6 separate regions of the Mus musculus genome follow, and regions 1, 2, 3, 4 and 5 are each linked to region 6. Evidence: chromatin contacts called from public HiChIP or PLAC-seq data. All regions are on one chromosome and are shown on one strand. Each heading gives the region's core, a stretch centred on a gene start, on an enhancer-like site or on the middle of the called end of the contact. The rest is flanking DNA. Distances are from core to core; before and after follow the strand shown. Region 1 overlaps Agap1 (ArfGAP with GTPase domain, ankyrin repeat and PH domain 1). Region 2 overlaps Agap1 (ArfGAP with GTPase domain, ankyrin repeat and PH domain 1). Region 3 has its middle 46 kb from the start of Platr5. Region 4 has its middle 85 kb from the start of Platr5. Region 5 overlaps Agap1 (ArfGAP with GTPase domain, ankyrin repeat and PH domain 1). Region 6 has its middle 88 kb from the start of Gm34331.

Region 1 (2,700 bases), core at 104-2,603, 380 kb after region 6:
TAAGTGTTGTAGAGACACAGCCATGTAACATTCAGTACATCCTCTTGAGTATGGGAACATCTTGGATTTTGGTGTGGGGCAGGGTAGCCCAGCAAATAGATGTTTCCCATGGGCTGCTTGGCCTCAGCGAGTTTTTATGTCTCCCATGGGATCCAGGCACAGTTAGAACCTGTGACTTTTATCTATTCATAAAATAGTAATAAAAGTAGTCATGCATGCCCTTGAATGCCCTCATATACTGGCCTGGCATCAGGAGGGGCAAGGTGAGCCTTAACAGGACCTTTGCTGTCTAGAGAAGGGGGAGAGCTGGGAACTGTGATGACGGTGGGTCGGCAGTGATCTCCAGAGATGAGATGTTTTGCTAAGAGCTACATGGCATAGTGTTTGGGGCCTGTGTGTGTGTGTGTGTGTGGGGGGGGGTGGGTCTCTGTTATCTTTTCTTGCACCTTATTTGAATCAGATCAGTTTTGTACTCCTCACGGGAAAGAGCTACACGCTGCTACCTCCTTAGGTCAATCCTCAGCTAGGCTGGAAGGAGTGTAGGCCAGGTGGGCTGGCACTGTTGTGAACCTTGAGATGACCTGCGTGTGTTGGTGTTTGGTAGCAGCCTAGGAATGCTCCAAAGTCCCAGAGGAACAGAGGGTCTTAGAAGCTTGCTTTCCTGGGTGCAGTGTGTGCATCACACTGCTATGCAGCAACGCTGCATTAGGCGCCTGCTCCCCCTGGGTGTAAACTCCAAGTTTTTCAGAGTCTTTTGGAGAAAAGCCCCAGGGGAATATCCTGCTATCTGTCTGCCACCTCTCCTTGGCTCTGAAATTTCCCATGATGACTGTTGCTTCTCTGGAAGTCCTTTGACAGAGAGGGGAGCAGCAGGTAAGGTCCATTCTCTGGGAGCCAGGATGGGACCCCTACATATCCAGCCTTCACAGCCCCTGCTGTGACAGCAGTGACTGGGAATGCATGCGGAGCTGGGTGCTGGGGACCTCAGGTCCCGACACCAGCCCTGGCTGCAAAGCTGTTGCCAGTCTCTTTTGAAGCAGCCCAGGCCATTCCACCTTTTTCTCTGGCTACTTCCAGTCCTAGGGATGCCAACATTGGACATGCCATGGTTCCTGTCCTGCACCCAACTAGGAACTGAACATCAAGGGCTACCAAAAGCCTCTGCACCCTACTCTTATGCCTAGTACCCTATTCCCTGAAATGAAGCAAGGCCTGGACCATGGGCCGTCACATTTGGAGCAGCCCTTCCCCCCAGGACACACAGTAAGTTTGTTTTCATGGTTTCCACTGAGGGAGGAACAGGCTATCACAGAGGGCGGCCACCCAGGGTCAGCTGCACTCAGGATTTTTGTGGTCAGGGAAGAAGTGACTCACCATCTGTCCTTCCCTGTGTCTGTTCCTAACTGCTGGAGGTAAACTTCTGTGTGGGAGAGGGGTCCAAAAAGGGGCACCATGGGGGTGCAGTTCAAGTCAGCTGATCTGGCTTGCCACATGAGTGGGTCAGGGCTGACTGCTACCCTGCAGAGGTGATCCACCCCCAGCCAGTAGGACTTGTCTATCAGGAAACTAGTGGTGGGGAGGGGGAAGCTGCTGTCCCTGAGACTTGAGGTTAAGTTCCCAGGGAAGACACAGGGAAGCATGTCTATTCTTCAGGGAGGGCATGGCCAAGGCCATGTGGGGGATGGACGGACGGGACATATTAGGTTCCATCTTGCTGGTTCCAACAGGTGTCATGGGGTGAGTGCAAATGATGTGGTTAGGGTTGAGAAAGGAGATGAAGGTGTGCCAGTGGGAGGTGGGGGCAGGGGATGAAGGTGTTGCCAGTGGGAGGTGGGGGCAGCCTTGCAGTAAACACTGGGTCAACACCTCACCCACTGGATCCTGCTTGTCTGTCTGATTGTCATAGCTCTGTCATGTTTTCACAGGCTCAGGGCTCCCTTGCTTGGGTCCCAGGGGTCTGTGTCATTCAAGTCATGTAACCTGGCCCTGCCACAGGGTTCTGCAGGGTGTTCTGCTGAAGGTGTCAGGCTTGGTGCCACTTGAGGAGGGTGCATTTTACTCCGCAGGCAAGGCATGGTTACAGAGCACAATTGCACCGTGAAGCCGGGCTATCAGGGCTGACGACCATTTCTGGAGAGGGAGCTGAGTGTAGGCGTGGAGGAGGCTGGAAGGATGCTTGGCTTGGACGTCCTTCTGTGTGGGATGGGTGAGGGGATGGGAAATCCCCAGAGGGGGAGGAAGTAGTTCTGACTAGAGTACAGGAGATGGGTGCTGTCTGGAAAGGCCTGCAGGTGGAGGAAGGCTCCTTCTAGGTGACTATAATGACTCAACCTCATAGTACGAGGGGACAGGCAGCTTGAAACATTGGAGTGGGATAGGGCTGTCTGGGGCTGTAGTGAGGGCCTAGATCTTGTTATCATTACAGGAGAGGTTGGCGACATCTCTTGATGTTGCTGCATGTGTCCTAGAGTGTTCCTCTTAGGGATGAGGATAGGGAGGGACATGTTCCCAGGTGATGTCTGTGCAGGTCCAGAAGCCATGTCTGAATTGGGGTCTCAAAGGGTCTCCTTAGGGCCGTGACCAGGCATGACATCTTAAGAGTCACCAGGGGCAGGTAGGGAAGTATCTGCTGTGGACTGTGATATCCCCGGTTCTTTGCTGGATAGAGAGGGGAAAGCTTAGACTACAGCTGGAGTCAGC
Region 2 (2,700 bases), core at 112-2,611, 450 kb after region 6:
GAGGCCTAGCACCTCTGAAGATGTCCTAGAAGCAGCAGGTCAGGTACAGAGCCGTCACAAAATGAAGCCGTGTGCAGCTTAGAGATTTCCTGGGAGACTCCTCTCTCCCGAGTCCACACTTGCCGTCCCCTTGGAACACACAGCAGCCTATGTTCAGATGAGAAGCACAGGCAGCACCCATCACCAGGCTACACTGCCTGCACTGGTGCCCGCTCTGTCTCCTGCTGCAGGAGAGAATGTGGCACTGTTCCCTACCGCCTGCCCCCTCTCAGACCCAACCCTAGCCACTAGCATGCTTTGGTTTAGCCTTGGCTTCACGGACTGGGACACATACATCTTTTCCAAGTGTGGCCAAGTGGCCTAATAGTCATGCAAGGAATATTCTTGGGAAGGGTATATTTTCCTGTGCCCAAAGGCAGAGGTACCGAGACACCCGAGGCCTGGTGGGTTCCCTTGGCAAGTACAGAGCTGAAACAGGCATTGTACTTGTTACACATGGGTGGTGGGTGTGGGTCTCATCCTCACTGTACCCTCTGTCTCCCCACTGTGGTTTATCAGGTTCTCAGAGTTCTTTCAACTGAGACTTATGCACTAAGTCAGGGTTTGGGTGTCTTAGAGTGACTGAGTTCCTCAGGCCCCAGGTTAGACTATTAGGCAGCTCTGGCTCCATTTTAGCCCTTCCTCCCTACGCCCACCTGGTCCACCCTGTATGGATTCACACATTTCATGTCCATGCCTTCTCCCCAGCTCTCCAGAGGATAGCTGTGATGCAGGTATGATCGGAGCATATCTGTGAAACCTGCATGCTCTAGCCCTGCATCCTGCCCTCCTTTCACTCTTGCTGATGCAATGCTTCATCTTTTGGATTGGGTCTCTTTCTCTCCAGCCTTGCTTTTGCCCCTAGGATGTCCCAGCAGAAAACTAGGGCCTTAGAAAAATTTCTTCTCTTGTCTCTACCTGCCTCAGGTCTTGTATCTGGAGCCAGGGCTGCTGAGCTGAACAGGGCCCAAGTTCCTCCCTTGGAGGTCATAATCTACTTGGCACAGCACTTTCTGAAGCTAGAGTAGGTGCTGGTGCAGGGTATGGGTGATGGCATTTGCCTGCCTGGTGTCTGTGCAAGGACCACGCTTGTTCTGTATCTCATACCAAATCATCACTACCAGGCTGTGTCTCATATCCATCAGCCAATACAGATACCATGCATGCACCTCTCAGTGAGGAACCTGAGGCACAGAAAGGTCAGATACCTTGCCAGAGATCACACTGGTCGTTAATTGCCACAGCAGGCCAGTTCTGTGTCCAAGATTCCCCACTCCATTGGCCATTGTTGTTAGGTGACCTAAAAGTTACATATTAACTCCACTTGTCAGAGTCTCAGTAGCTGGGGAAATCACAGCTACTTGTACAAGATACTTTGTAGCCATTGGGGCTGGAGTGCTATGGCTTTCAGGCAACTGCTTTTCTGAGCCATTGGCCACACGCTGTCAACTCCAGCAGGGTGGTCACATTTGGTTGGTGGCTTGTCTTAGCCTGACTTTGCTCTTTATCTCTGCTTGTTGTTCACTTGTCCTCTGGGGCTGTCAGAACAGCACCAGTTGCTCCGTGGTTGTGCCAGGTAAGTCAAGTGTAGGCCACTAGGTGGCAGTGGAGTCACAGACAGGGCTGCCCTTTGCTTAGGGTTTCAGACTTCCTGCTGTGGCTTCAGGTGTGATCTGCAGAGACCTCCTTAGCTCTTGTGGGTTAAAGATGGTAGCAAAATCTTGTGCTGCCTCCGTGTAAATTAGGAAGATACAGTTAATCTAGGCACACATGGGATGTGGTGTGTAGGTGCCTGGAAGGTCACACTGGAGGCACAAATGGCTTCTCTTGCCGTGACAGCTGGTTGATTCTTAGCGGTTCAGCGGTAGGATAGCAGAATTCACTGGACTGTGTTCTGAGTGCTGTATAAAGTTTGCACTTGGGAGACACACACCCACAGCCCACAGCCCACATTTAATCACAGGCTCAGAGAAAATACATGAAAAGTGTTCAGAAGCGGCTCCGGCTCGGAGTAATGGCCGCTGTGGGAGCCCCGCCCACAGCCAGCTCCGCTGTCTCTGCATCTGCTTCTGTTAATTTTACCTCAAGAAAATAGTTTGTTGGTTTTCTACTCTTTCCCCCCCCCTTTAAAACTTAAAAAAAAAGTTGAGGGATTTAGCTTTTTAAAAATTAATAGCTACAGGTAACTGCAAGAGATACTGTTGGCAGATGCAGCAAAAAATATTTCTACAGAAAATTGGATTTTGCACATAAAACTTAGTCATACTAATAAAGACAGGTCATTACCCGTTTTAAGCCAAATAAACAAACTCAAAGAGACCCGCTGTCAGTCTGATTCTCGGAGGCTTTTTATTTTTCCGAGGTGTGTAAATCAGCTTTAGTGTGGTGATTGTGCCTTGGATTTTGCTCACATCATTCCTGCCTCTTGCACTGCTGGGTAGAGTCACCAAGGGCTGAGTGATTTACAGTCCTGTTGCAAGGTGTGTTTATATTTAAGCTGTGTGACGGGGGAGCTAATGAGAAAGATGAGAAATTTATCGTCCTTCGTGATTGATAGGACCACTGCCTGTGCTTTAATTGAAGTCTGACTGATCACAGCTGTGGCTGAAGTTTGGGGAAATGAGTTGGGGTGAAAAGAAACTTCCATATTTGTTTCTCCAC
Region 3 (2,700 bases), core at 52-2,551, 390 kb before region 6:
GAGAATATATTTCTGTTAATTTGTTGACTAAGATTGCTCCTAATTAGGTCCTGTTCCCAGGACTAAAGAAGGCATCCCTGGCTCACAGCGCATCCGGCTCATTCCCATATAAAAGAACATGCCTTTAGCAGGCCATTCCCAGGGAGCAGCAGGGTCCCAGCCATGGTCCTGTGCTGCTTTGTGTTTATCAGGGAAAGACCTAATTCTGACAGGCAGAGATGCAGGCAGGCAGGCAGGCAGGCGGTCCTGACCCTGGGTAAGAACTACCAGAAAAGAACAATACCGGTTCACTTCAAAAGTAATCGTGACAGTATCTTTGCTGTGTAAATCTTCTACTTGTTGGAACAGCCAGACTCGAAGTCTTTTGTCTCCGCTTAACAGTTTAAAGTCAGGACCTAAAAGAGACTCAAAGAGGATAGCCTGTGTGGAACATTGAGTATTTATAGAAACTGCTAACATTGTCTGTTCATGGCTACTTTCCCTAGGAGGTTAGGCAGAAACAGGCCAGCCTTATTAAAGAGCCATTTCCCTCATCCCCTGGCTGTTCGGAGTGATTCTCATGTGTGTGTGTGTGTGTGTGTGTGTGTGTGTGTGTGTGTGTGGTGGGGTGGGAGAGGGGGTTCTTAACCGACCATCCCCTGTGTGCTTCAGTAGCTGACACTCACGCACCATCTAACGTGTTACCGTGGAGCACATTGTTCATTGTCCCAAGGCACAGTTGGGCCTTGTGTTGTACAGGAGATAAGTTCGGGGCTTTGAGCCATCATTTGTGATTACACGAAGTTCAGAGTTGCCTGACTGGCATTTCTGGAATTGTTGAAGACGAGATTCTTAGGAAGAGTTTGAAAGCCTAAGCATTTTGAGGCAAAATTGCATAATGAGAGAGAGAGAAAAAAAGGACCCACCTATCCTTGCCTTTGTGATTTAAAAACAAACAAAAGACAACAAATAAAAACAAAAAATTGGGCTTGCTGAACATGAAGCCTGCAAGTCACCTGCAGTTTTTTATGGGAGTGACCAAGTTAAGAACAAACACTTCAAGAACAGTGCTATCCACCAAGCATGGTGCTTTCAAATTATCTAAGAATTTGAGAGAGGAGAGTCTCTGCTTTGTAAAGTGTATAATATAGCCTGCCTACGGCAAAGGATGTACTCTATAAATTTATAAAAACAACAGCTCATGAATAAACAATGGACTTAATGCAAGTGCCTCAGGCTAGAGAGTGGATTCCGAGCCAGCCCCACCCTACCCACTCCTCCGCACACTGCAGGAGCAGCCACTTCTGTGCAAAGTCCAGTGTCCTTCAGCTAGAACTTGAAGGGCATTGTGTTTCCCTGGCCTCCGAGGCAAGGGTGTGGTGAAATCTAGTGAGGAGGAGGAAGACACAGGCACTGTTGTCCTGAAGTAACAAAGCAGAACAATAACAGATGTGACTTCTGGGACCCTGCTTTAGTCCCACGGTCAGGTTTAATGGCAGTGTTGACAGGTAGCTGGCTGTCCCTGTGTGTTTAGAGCTCAAAGATACCTCAAGTCAGGGGGACTCAACTGGCTTCCAGGTCTAAGATTTCACAAAAACCGAGTCCTGACTTCTGCTCACTGCTTCCCAGAGCATTGGTCCCACATGCATTTTGAGCCACTGGGAAGGATACTGAAAGTGGAGGGGGCTGGGTCCTTACACAGAGAACTGCTTCCCTTGGTGGACAGCTGCTTCTAGTGCCTTCTCAGGGAAAAGAGAGAAAGGTGATAGGTTAGTTCTTTGCCGCTGGTGAAATGAGCCAATTCAAACCAGATTAGATTAGATCATATTAAAGGCAGGTTTATTGGGAATTGAGGCCAGAGGAGTTGCCATTGGGAGGGATGGGGGACAGAGAAAGAGAGAAAGGGTATGAGCATAGAGAGAAGAGAGAGAGAGGAAAGGAATAGAGACCAACATGTCTGGATTATTATATAGGGAGGAGCCTCTGGGGTGGAAAGTTCAGGGTTGGGGGCAGGGTGTACCAGGTAGGAACTGAGGAATGCTGGGAGAACCTGGAGGCCTAGTCTGCTTTGGTATGTAAGTTATGCACTTCAGTCTCTTGTTCCAGGTCCTGAAACCAAAGGAAGGAAGGAAGGAAGGAAGGAAGGAAGGAAGGAAGGAAGGAAGGAAGGGAGGGAGGGAGGGAGGGAGGGAGGGAGGGAGGGAGGGAGGATCCAAAAGATATCAGTACTCATCCAGGTGTTAGATTAGAGCTAGATTGCTCAGTGAAGTTTTCTAACTTATTCATTCACTTCAAAAAAAATTGTTCACTAGGCAATTTGAGGTGACATTTCTGCTATAACTTTTTTGTTTGTTTTATTTTCCTGAGTTGAGGATAGAACCTCATGGATACTCATGGGTACTCATGGGTGTCATGGGTACTAAGTGAAGACTCTACTAACAGGTCACATCTCAGCCCTCCATCTTTCTTAAGGTGTGCTAACAAGTTGATTCTAATTCATCTTCATACTGAGATGAAATGTGCTAGCCAGCAGATCCCCAAAGCCCTCACCAAAGAAATCAAGATGTCCCAAGACTCGATCCCATGACTTAGGATCCTATCTATGGCTTAAGTCACAGTGGCTGGGTGTCACAGGTGACCTAGAGTCTGTCAGACCAGCACCCAGCAAGTGGCTCAGGAGATGACTTTGTCAACTTCATGGTGATCTGGCAAGCTGTTTGT
Region 4 (2,700 bases), core at 122-2,621, 350 kb before region 6:
CCCTGGGCCATTTGTACGAAGAGGGGGCACATTCCCACAGCTCCCGGCTCTTCACTGTTCCCCGTTTCATCCCAGGGTCATGTGGCAGGCAATTCTTTTATGATTGTCTTTTCTCTGCACTGAATGGTGCCAGAGCGTCTCCCATCGATCTGACTGAGTTAGGAGAACAGCATGTATAGAGTTGGAACCAGCTTTAGGATAGATCAGTTTTCATCAGTCTCTCAGTCTCTCATAGGAGAAGGAGCACCGGCTCTCCATCAATCCTCAGAAGAGGGCAAAGAGATGTCCATTCCTATCCGGATAAAGTGTTGATATGTGTGCTCTTTAAGTGGACGGAGAGGAATTCTGCTTCCAGTCTCCAGAGTAACACTAACCAACCCTGGGCTTCGGCATCCTTCAGGAAGACTGGGTGAAGGATGGAGTCTTTGGAAAGAGCCCATTACTATATGTAGCTGTCATCATGTTCATGACCAGTCCTTAACTCTAAGCTAAGCTTGTACTTGGTTTGCACTAGGTTGAAACCCTGGAATAAAAAAAAAAAAAAAAAAAAAAAGCTTTGGGGGAAGGGAGTCTCAGGAGTAGCCAGAGATCATTAGTTTCCAAAGCTGTCTGTTGTGCTTTCTCCTTATGCCAAATCCTACACACCTGTGTCCTGCAGCAAAGCCAAGGCTGCTTAGGGAGCAGCAGGAGCAGGTGGGGGTGCCCCCAGGCTGTCCTGCACCTCCCTCCACGATGTTCTGAAAGGATTGTTTACTCCTGCAAGCAGAAGCAAGCTGCTAAATAAATTCAGTTGTCTCCTCTGAAACACCTGGGGCATTTGCTATGAATACAAACTACCGGGGCTGCACCTCCCCTGAGGCTCAGGGGGCCTGGGTGGGGCCCAGGACTCTGAATACTGAAAGCACCTTGGTGGATGGCAGCTGGGCAAAATCCGTCCAGCTCCAGGCACTGGCATCTTAAAGAAAAAAGAGGAACCTGAAGAAGACCTAACTCAGTTGCTTTGCTTTCTGAAGAAAAGACTTTGATTGAGAGAGGGGAGGGGTGGAAGGGAAGAGAGAGAGAAGGGAGTGGTTGAGAGGGAGTATGTGATCAGTAGGGTGGACCCCAGAGGAGACCATCTTTTTGGCAGAGAATCCACGGTCTGCACTGCTAAAGTAAGAAGCCAGGGGTGTGTTTCTATGAAAGGCTCGAAACAAATAAACTTACAATGAAGAAAAGCAGAGGCAGGATTTGTGTCATGGGTACAGAAAGAACCTCTGTGCAGGGAAGGCGGCTTTGAAAAAGCAAATGTTAGTGAAAGATGCTATACATTAGAGGAAGCTCCCGGGGCAAATCCAGCTGAGAGCACAAGGCCCCTTCTGTCCAGCCATCTGCAATCCCTGTCTGGATGCCCACACAGAGCAGGGAGTGTGAGGCCTAATGGCTTTGGGGCTCAAATGAAAAGGAAACAAAGCGATTCCGGAACAAAAGGACTGCAGTCTGAAAGCAGTCTTGGGAGAAAGGGCTCTGTTGAAGAGCATTCCTTCCAAATGGCACCAAATCGGGGCACACAGCTAACTCACTGTGGAGACTCTCCCTCGGACTCACTTCTCTAAGCTCCTGGATCAGGAGGGGCTTGGGTAGGCTCAGGAGACTCCCTGTGAGTTGCCAGGGGTACTAGAGGGAAAGTGAGGATACCCTTGGAGTTACAGCCTCTGATCCCCAGAGATCGCCCACAGGCCGGGCACCCTCCTCAGTCCCGCTGAACCAGAGTTATTAGGATCAGAGCCTGGGCCTAGAAGCCCTAAGAGGGCAGGCTTTACCTCTACGCCCATCACTGGTAGCCTGAAAAGGTGACAGGAGACAAGCGCTTCCTCCCACCAGTACTAAGCTCCCAGCCTTCTTTTTTTTTATTTTTTTATTTTTATTTATTTATTTATTTATTTATCAGTGAGGGATTCCTGGGAAATTTTGATTTGAGAGATTCCATTGTCTCAAGAGTCTGGTAGCCAAAGGGAGGAGTATGTATGTCCTCCTAGAATATCTTTCCTCTTGCCAGGGACGTTGCAGGAGGATCCAGAGCAGAGCAGAGGTCTTGAATCATCTGCCTGTGGCGTTTGACGGAGATTCCTGGCAGAAAGTGGAGCTCTCTAAAGGCTAATACGTAATCATTATTCCTGAGACTCTGGACCTTCCCAGAGCCTTTCTACTGATTGCCTTTTGAAGAGTTGTTGATAGACAGAAGAAGCAGGGTCTCTCTGGACTCTTCCCCCACAGTCCAAGTCATTGGTAGATCATCAAACAGGGTCCGAGCTCTCCAACCATGTGGGAAATACTGAAAGCACCTTGGTGGATGGCAGTGTACTTAGCTCTGGATTTCTAATTATATATCCCACCATGTAACAACAGTACCGAGTCCAGGAGATTTGCCCACAGGTAATGACACAGCTGAGATAAGAGCTCAGGCACCCTGACTCACATGGCCCAGGATTCCTGCTACATCAGCAAATTTCTGAATTACGGGATTTTTTTTCCCCCTTGAGTAGTCAAATGACATTTAATCTTTTCCCGTGCTTGATGAGATGGGTTGAATGAGAAATGTTTCTTGTAGGCTTTTTGTATTTGAGTATTTGGTCCCCATTTGGTGGTGGTGTTTCGGCGGGGGGGGGGGGGGGGGGGGGAAGGGTGGCATGTATCATGGAACCTTTAGAAAGGCAGAGC
Region 5 (2,700 bases), core at 15-2,514, 320 kb after region 6:
GGGCAGGCAAATGCATCATGGTGGGGAAAGTGACAGAACAGAGATGTCATCTTCATGCTAGAAGCACAGGGGCTTGGAGGAAAGATGCATCTTTCTAGAGAGCACATCCCAGTGACCCATTTAAACTCTATCCCTTTCAAAGTGTACTGCCTGGGCCTGGAGAGAGGGCTTCACAGTTAAGAGTGTATACTGTTCTTACAGAGGACCTGAGTTCAGTTCCCAGCAGCCATGCTGGACAGCTTACAGCCTTCTGAAACAACAGTGGCCTCTAGGATCCGCTGTCCTCTCCTAGCCTCTCTGGGCACTGCACTCAAGTGCATCCCCCAATTAAAAATAAAAATTTTAAATGTTGAAGTCAAAGCTTGTATTTGCATAACCATGAGTACTACCTAATTCTGGCTTGTTTGTTTGTTTATTTGGTGTCACCTCCAAGTAACTTATACCCCTTAGTGGCCGCTCTCAGATTCTTTTTTTTTTCCTCCCAGCCTTGGCAACATTTAATTTCTGTGGATTTACTTATTCCATATAAATGGAAACATGCAATATTTATTTATTTATTTATTTACATACATCCAATGCTTCCTCATGTCTTAGCATGGGTCAGATTTTCTTCTTAAAGATAGGGTGGAACACGCTCATTGTGTTTTTGTATCTCCTTTTGCTGTGGGTAGGCACTGGATTGCTTCTGCCTTTTGGCTAGTCGTTTCCTCCAGCAGATTTTGAGAGCTCTAGTTTCTCCACACCCTTGCACACTGTTGTGACTCTCTCATTGCAGCTGCTCTGGTTGGTGAGAAGGGTTGTCTTACTGTGGTTTTGATCTGCATTTCCAGTACTAATAGAGTTGAACAGTTTTCCTGTGATTTTCATCTGTTTGTGTATATTCTTAGGAGAAGAGCCTTTTCAGGTTTTTGTCCATGTTTAAATTGGGCTGTGTGTTTCTTGTTGAGCTGTAAGTGTTCCTCATGTATTCCGGGTGGGTATTCATCGATTCTCCGGCTGGGATCACTCATTTTGTGGTTTGTGTTTTTATGTCTTGGGGAGTGTTCTTGGATGCACTAAACTTTTTGATTTTAAGGGAATTTAGTGCAATGGTTTATCTCATGCCAACTTGATAGGGTATAGAAGCACCCTGGAGACCAGCCTCTGGCTATAACTGTCAGGCAATCTTGCTGAGTTTGAGGTGGGATTGTCCTTAGTGCCACTGTGGATGGCATGACTCATTCCCTAGGCTGGGATCATGGACTGTATCTGGAGGAGAACGTGAGCTGAGCAGCCAGCATTCCTCAGTCTGTTTCTGACCTGTGGATGGGAAGTGAGCAGCTGCTTGAGGCTAGCACTGCTCTGACTTCCCCACCCTGACACTTTCTGACACTGTGAGCCAGAAAGACAGTGTTTCTCATTGGCCTGCAACTCACTAAGTTGGCTCTGGGGATCCACCTGTCTCCCCAGCAGTGCGACTACAAATGGGCACCACCACACCCAGCTTTTAATAGGAGTGCACAGTCCTGCAGTTGGCAGCTGTGTGTACAAGTGACAGACACCCTTTATCTCCTACTTCCTGCCTGAGCTGGAGGTCTCTTGTCTCAGGTGCCTTACGTATCCTAGGCAGCCTGTGACTAGCTAGTGTTCGGCCGCTCGCTCAGCAGCTTCTCGGGTGAGGACGTAGGGAGGCTTAAACAACAAACTCAGTGTTTGGAACAAGTGTCTGTGAACTTTAATGAAGGCCCATTAAGGACCATTTTTTGGATTAGAATTCTAATTGACCTAGCATTTAAGGCAGAAGCAAAGGCCTTTGATTTAAAAGCTGCTGATGGATTTGAGCTGAACCCTGTTTGCAGAGGAAGGCTGCTGGCTTCCATTCTGGCTGGAATGTGACTTCTTTCAGCCTCCCAAGTTGGGCTTTTGTCCTATTTTACAAGATGTAGGCTTTTAATTTTAACTTAACTCTCTGGGTCTTCGGTGAATGAGCTTGGGATTTTTATCCAAAGCAAACTAGCTAATACCTCAGCCTTGCCGAAATGAACAAAAATGCTAATCTTCATAAATGTATTTGAGCTTAGAGATTTGGGTAAGTATGCATTAAAACTGTGCCTGTGGAGGATCATCTCAGGTGGCTGTCGTAAAGGGATCAGCGGTTAATGAACTTTTACACCCGTTCACCGTGATTGAAAGCTATTCTCTTGTATTCGTCTGTTACACGAAGTGTAATTGAAACTGTTCCTCTATTTTCTCATGCCCATAATAAGCGAGCTGTGTAGTCAAATCAGAACGTATTATGACTGTAATCAAGTGATTACAGTGTATGGGGATTCTTCTCACTGCTGTGGGTGGTAGCTGGATGGGATGCAGGGCTTCCATTGTTAAGAGTCTGTTTCCTGCAGACTGTCCCCAGAGGGAGGGAGGGAGGGAGGGAGGGGGGGAGGGAGGGAGGGAGGGAGGGAGAGAGAGAGAGAGAGAGAGAGAGAGAGAGAGAGAGAGAGAGAGAGATTCTTGAGTAGTGAAGATGGCACATATCCTTGAATGGGATGTGTTGTAGGATGTGTTTTGTTTTTCTTCCCCTTCAAGTCTGTTGTTACCCTCCTGCTCTTCAAGTCTTCTTCAAGAGCTAGGCCAGTGCAGCCAGTCTTCACCCCGTGGTCCTTAAAGTGCTACTACTCTGTGTGGGCCCCTCCACTGCCCGCCTGTGCAGTGGGCCCTGTG
Region 6 (2,700 bases), core at 64-2,563:
TTAGCTTTATGTATCCAGAAAATTAAATTAACTAAAGCGTTGGCCCCCAAGGCAGCCGGAGAATCCGTTTCATTTTGTAAATCCAGATCTCCAAAAGCCAAAATGCATGCTCTGTGAATGGGGCCCCATGACTCTCTTCCAATCCCTTAAGCTTTCTAAAATCATTATGTATTATGCTGATAAAATAATTTACCCAGGGCTAGTTCACGGTGGAATGGTATCTCAGTGCACAGTCATTTTCTTAGACTAAAGTACCATTTCTCCTTAACGACAACGCAGCAGCGGAGGCAAATGTATTTGGAGTAATTCATTATCCTCCCTACAGTCCGGGAGATTTGCTCAAGGGGTCTTTGGCTCAAGGTCAGGTGACTGAGACCCGAGAATTGCAGAGGGAACCAAGTCAGCCATGAGGTAAAGCATCAAAGCAGAGCCTTGGAGATAAGGGGACAGGAAAGGGGGCTTCTTGTGTACAAAATTCCTTGGGAAGGATTTCCCGTCTTGTAAGAGCATTTATGCAGCTAGGTCTCAGCGTCACACCATGTTGAATAAATAAACCGGCCTCGGAACATCTGCTTCCTGGATTTGGAACTTATTATTGACTTAATCCCATAGTTTGGCCCAGGGGTGTTTTTTTTTTTTTTTTTTTATTAATTAAAAGCGGAAGTCCATATTTTTTTCACCATGGAATTTCCAAATCATCAAAGTACAAGACAGAAGTTTCTAGAATGGCTTTGATTCTTACCCTCCCCCTCCCCCTCCCCTCCCCCTCCCCCTCCCCCTCCCCTCCCCCAGGGCATTCAGCACTGAAAGAGACCAGAGGTCACTCAGGGGAGGAGGGATCCAGAGCCAACAGGTTGAGACTAGAAGAGAGGTGGGGGCGGCTATGGGCAAGTTCAGTTTTATAGAGGCTTAGAAGGTGAAGGTTTCTGGACGCCTTGGAGACTAGCTACTGCCTTGGCCGCTGGGGAGGAGGCTGATAAGCTGAAATCACATTCCAAGCATGCCATTCCAGAAGGAGGGTAAGAGTGCTCAGCAAAGTCAGCTTCAAAGAGGGGTCTGCATCTTATCTCAGTGAGAAATTGCTGAGACTTGAAGAACCACTAAAGGCCAGTGCCCTTACAGATTTCTCTGTCAAAATTTCTATCCGAAATGACGTCAAGATTGCACTAAGAGAACCGCAGTGACCCGCTGTGGAAAGCAGATTGCAGGGTTGGAAAGATTAAGAACACTTACTTCGCGCTCTTGGAGAGGACCCCAGCGGATTTCCACTGTGAGTCACAAACATTTCTAACCCCAGCTCAGAGGGATCTGGCGCCCTCTTCTGACCTTTGCAGGCACTGCATGCACATAGTCCACTTAATGCACTCAAATATGAATACAGGACTGGAGAGAGGGCTCAGTAGTTAAGAACATTGACTCTTCTTTCAGACAACCTAGGTTTAATTCCATCACCCACATGGCAGCTCAAAACTGCCGGAAAACTCCAGGTCCATGGGACCTGACTCCCTCTACTGGCCTCTTTGGGTACTAAGCAGGAAAGCTGTGCAAACATACAGGTGGGCAAACACACACACACACACACACACATCCTCATAAAATGAATAAACCTTAAAAGAAAATGGATGTCATGTCAGCAGACTCTAGGGTGTTCTAGAACACCCTGTGACAGCAGCCAAATGGTGTGGAGTCCCCTCCTCTAAAGGGACAAGAGAGACAAGACAGAGAGCACCTTTCCAGGTCAGATGTTCTGTGAGATACCGTATCTAGGTGACCTTGAATCCACGGCTCCATAGTGTCAACAGGTGACCACATGGCTGGGCCTCGAGAAAGTTCTGTATGAACTGCAGGTGAGCCTGGGAGAAAGATCTGCCTTCAAGCCGGGGAACCTTGGTTGGCCTTCAAAGCAAGGTTAAATCAAGAAATCTGTTCTGCCCTCAAAGATATTGCCACCTGAATTTTCCTCTCCTAGAAGACTCTAAAACACCAGATCCTCTCTGAGAGGCTACACACTTCTTCCAGGAACTCTCCAGAGCAGAGTTGAGCAGGAGGTGTCTGCGGCAGGGTTTGCCTGCAGCTAGACGTCTCTCTGCCTTTCACAGCTGATAAGGCTGGAAAATCTAATCAAGACATTTTAAGTAGCAAGAAAGGAAGGAAGTCCCAGACACTCCTACTTGGGACCTGACTCTCAGCAGCTAAGATAAGAGAGTCAACCAGTCCCACCGAGGCAGGGTCTATGGGGATCAGGGCTTCTGTTCAAGGCTGGAGCTGGGTGAAGTCGGCAAAGAAATGTACAGCAAGCATTCGCCTGAGGAAGTAGCTTATGAACAGTCTCCCAGTCAGAAAGTGATGGGGCCCCAGGGCACTGGTGGAAGCCAGAAGGGTGGATCACCTGCCAGCCAATCAGACAAGGAAGACTCTGCACTGGTGTCAGTCTGGGTCCCTCGCTGATGTGCTTGAACTGTGGGAATCCAAGTACTCGCCTCTCCCGTCCCCTCTCTGCCTGTGTTAATGACTGCTTGCTTGCCTAGGGTCATTGCTCCTCCATGAACCACCCATCTACTAGACCTTTGACGTTCTTCCCAGCTTTTCCTGCTTTTTAAAGGATACAAATCATGGGATCCCCAACACCCCAAGTAGCACACATTGTACTCATGAAACATGAGCATAGCCACTAGGCACTCACCGGACTCAGAGACCACA

Evidence for each region. HiChIP or PLAC-seq counts read pairs in DNA pulled down with a chosen protein or histone mark.
Region 1: a contact with region 6 is called in a FOXA1 HiChIP or PLAC-seq map of pancreatic cancer cells. The contact joins two enhancer-like sites. A contact is called at or near these places in 5 of 115 datasets of contacts at active chromatin or transcription factors (embryonic basal ganglia, embryonic stem cells, forebrain and 2 more).
Region 2: a contact with region 6 is called in an H3K27ac HiChIP or PLAC-seq map of extraembryonic endoderm stem cells, with 6 times the contacts expected there. The contact joins two enhancer-like sites. A contact is called at or near these places in 1 of 15 datasets of contacts at CTCF or cohesin (embryonic stem cells), 3 of 484 Hi-C or Micro-C datasets (the HPC-7 cell line, bone marrow-derived DN3 thymocytes and cerebral cortex), 4 of 115 datasets of contacts at active chromatin or transcription factors (bone marrow-derived macrophages, embryonic stem cells and extraembryonic endoderm stem cells) and 1 of 9 other capture datasets (embryonic stem cells).
Region 3: an H3K27ac HiChIP or PLAC-seq map of extraembryonic endoderm stem cells shows a contact between it and region 6, with 15 times the contacts expected there. The contact joins two enhancer-like sites. A contact is called at or near these places in 2 of 15 datasets of contacts at CTCF or cohesin (both in embryonic stem cells), 16 of 484 Hi-C or Micro-C datasets (the C2C12 cell line, the HL-1 cell line, brown adipocytes and 6 more), 15 of 115 datasets of contacts at active chromatin or transcription factors (double positive thymocytes, embryonic basal ganglia, embryonic stem cells and 5 more) and 1 of 9 other capture datasets (embryonic stem cells).
Region 4: a contact with region 6 is called in an H3K27ac HiChIP or PLAC-seq map of differentiating embryonic stem cells, with 6 times the contacts expected there. The contact joins two enhancer-like sites. A contact is called at or near these places in 2 of 15 datasets of contacts at CTCF or cohesin (the NIH/3T3 cell line and embryonic stem cells), 4 of 484 Hi-C or Micro-C datasets (Sertoli cells, nephron progenitors, trophoblast stem cells and 1 more), 12 of 115 datasets of contacts at active chromatin or transcription factors (differentiating embryonic stem cells, embryonic basal ganglia, embryonic stem cells and 6 more) and 1 of 9 other capture datasets (embryonic stem cells).
Region 5: a FOXA1 HiChIP or PLAC-seq map of pancreatic cancer cells shows a contact between it and region 6. The contact joins two enhancer-like sites. A contact is called at or near these places in 3 of 15 datasets of contacts at CTCF or cohesin (the NIH/3T3 cell line, embryonic stem cells and pro-B cells), 28 of 484 Hi-C or Micro-C datasets (the C2C12 cell line, CD8 T cells, the HL-1 cell line and 22 more) and 5 of 115 datasets of contacts at active chromatin or transcription factors (cardiomyocytes, embryonic basal ganglia, embryonic stem cells and 2 more).

What each region holds. Positions count from the first base shown.
Region 1 is chr1:89,569,373-89,572,072 of GRCm38.p6, forward strand. All of the region lies in intron 1 of Agap1 (ArfGAP with GTPase domain, ankyrin repeat and PH domain 1), which reads left to right. The region is part of intron 1 of Gm41914 (a long non-coding RNA gene); the gene reads right to left. Among named protein-coding and RNA genes, the nearest start is that of Gm41914, 10 kb to the right of the region's middle. Within about 2 kb of position 1,354, at least 71 of the 459 cell types and tissues checked have an H3K27ac peak or open chromatin away from gene starts, as enhancers often do. A contact at or near this core is called in pancreatic cancer cells and trophoblast stem cells, where this site is marked.
Region 2 is chr1:89,645,185-89,647,884 of GRCm38.p6, forward strand. The region is part of intron 6 of Agap1 (ArfGAP with GTPase domain, ankyrin repeat and PH domain 1); the gene reads left to right. Among named protein-coding and RNA genes, the nearest start is that of 4933400F21Rik, 37 kb to the right of the region's middle. Within about 2 kb of position 1,362, at least 10 of the 459 cell types and tissues checked have an H3K27ac peak or open chromatin away from gene starts, as enhancers often do. A contact at or near this core is called in extraembryonic endoderm stem cells, where this site is marked.
Region 3 is chr1:88,799,345-88,802,044 of GRCm38.p6, forward strand. No RefSeq gene overlaps it. Among named protein-coding and RNA genes, the nearest start is that of Platr5, 46 kb to the left of the region's middle. Within about 2 kb of position 1,302, at least 28 of the 459 cell types and tissues checked have an H3K27ac peak or open chromatin away from gene starts, as enhancers often do. A contact at or near this core is called in embryonic stem cells, extraembryonic endoderm stem cells and trophoblast stem cells, where this site is marked.
Region 4 is chr1:88,838,915-88,841,614 of GRCm38.p6, forward strand. No RefSeq gene overlaps it. Among named protein-coding and RNA genes, the nearest start is that of Platr5, 85 kb to the left of the region's middle. Within about 2 kb of position 1,372, at least 83 of the 459 cell types and tissues checked have an H3K27ac peak or open chromatin away from gene starts, as enhancers often do. A contact at or near this core is called in differentiating embryonic stem cells and embryonic stem cells, where this site is marked.
Region 5 is chr1:89,508,642-89,511,341 of GRCm38.p6, forward strand. All of the region lies in intron 1 of Agap1 (ArfGAP with GTPase domain, ankyrin repeat and PH domain 1), which reads left to right. Among named protein-coding and RNA genes, the nearest start is that of Agap1, 55 kb to the left of the region's middle. Within about 2 kb of position 1,265, at least 41 of the 459 cell types and tissues checked have an H3K27ac peak or open chromatin away from gene starts, as enhancers often do. A contact at or near this core is called in the C2C12 cell line and pancreatic cancer cells, where this site is marked.
Region 6 is chr1:89,190,333-89,193,032 of GRCm38.p6, forward strand. No RefSeq gene overlaps it. Among named protein-coding and RNA genes, the nearest start is that of Gm34331, 88 kb to the left of the region's middle. Within about 2 kb of position 1,314, at least 91 of the 459 cell types and tissues checked have an H3K27ac peak or open chromatin away from gene starts, as enhancers often do. A contact at or near this core is called in the C2C12 cell line, differentiating embryonic stem cells, embryonic stem cells and 3 more, where this site is marked.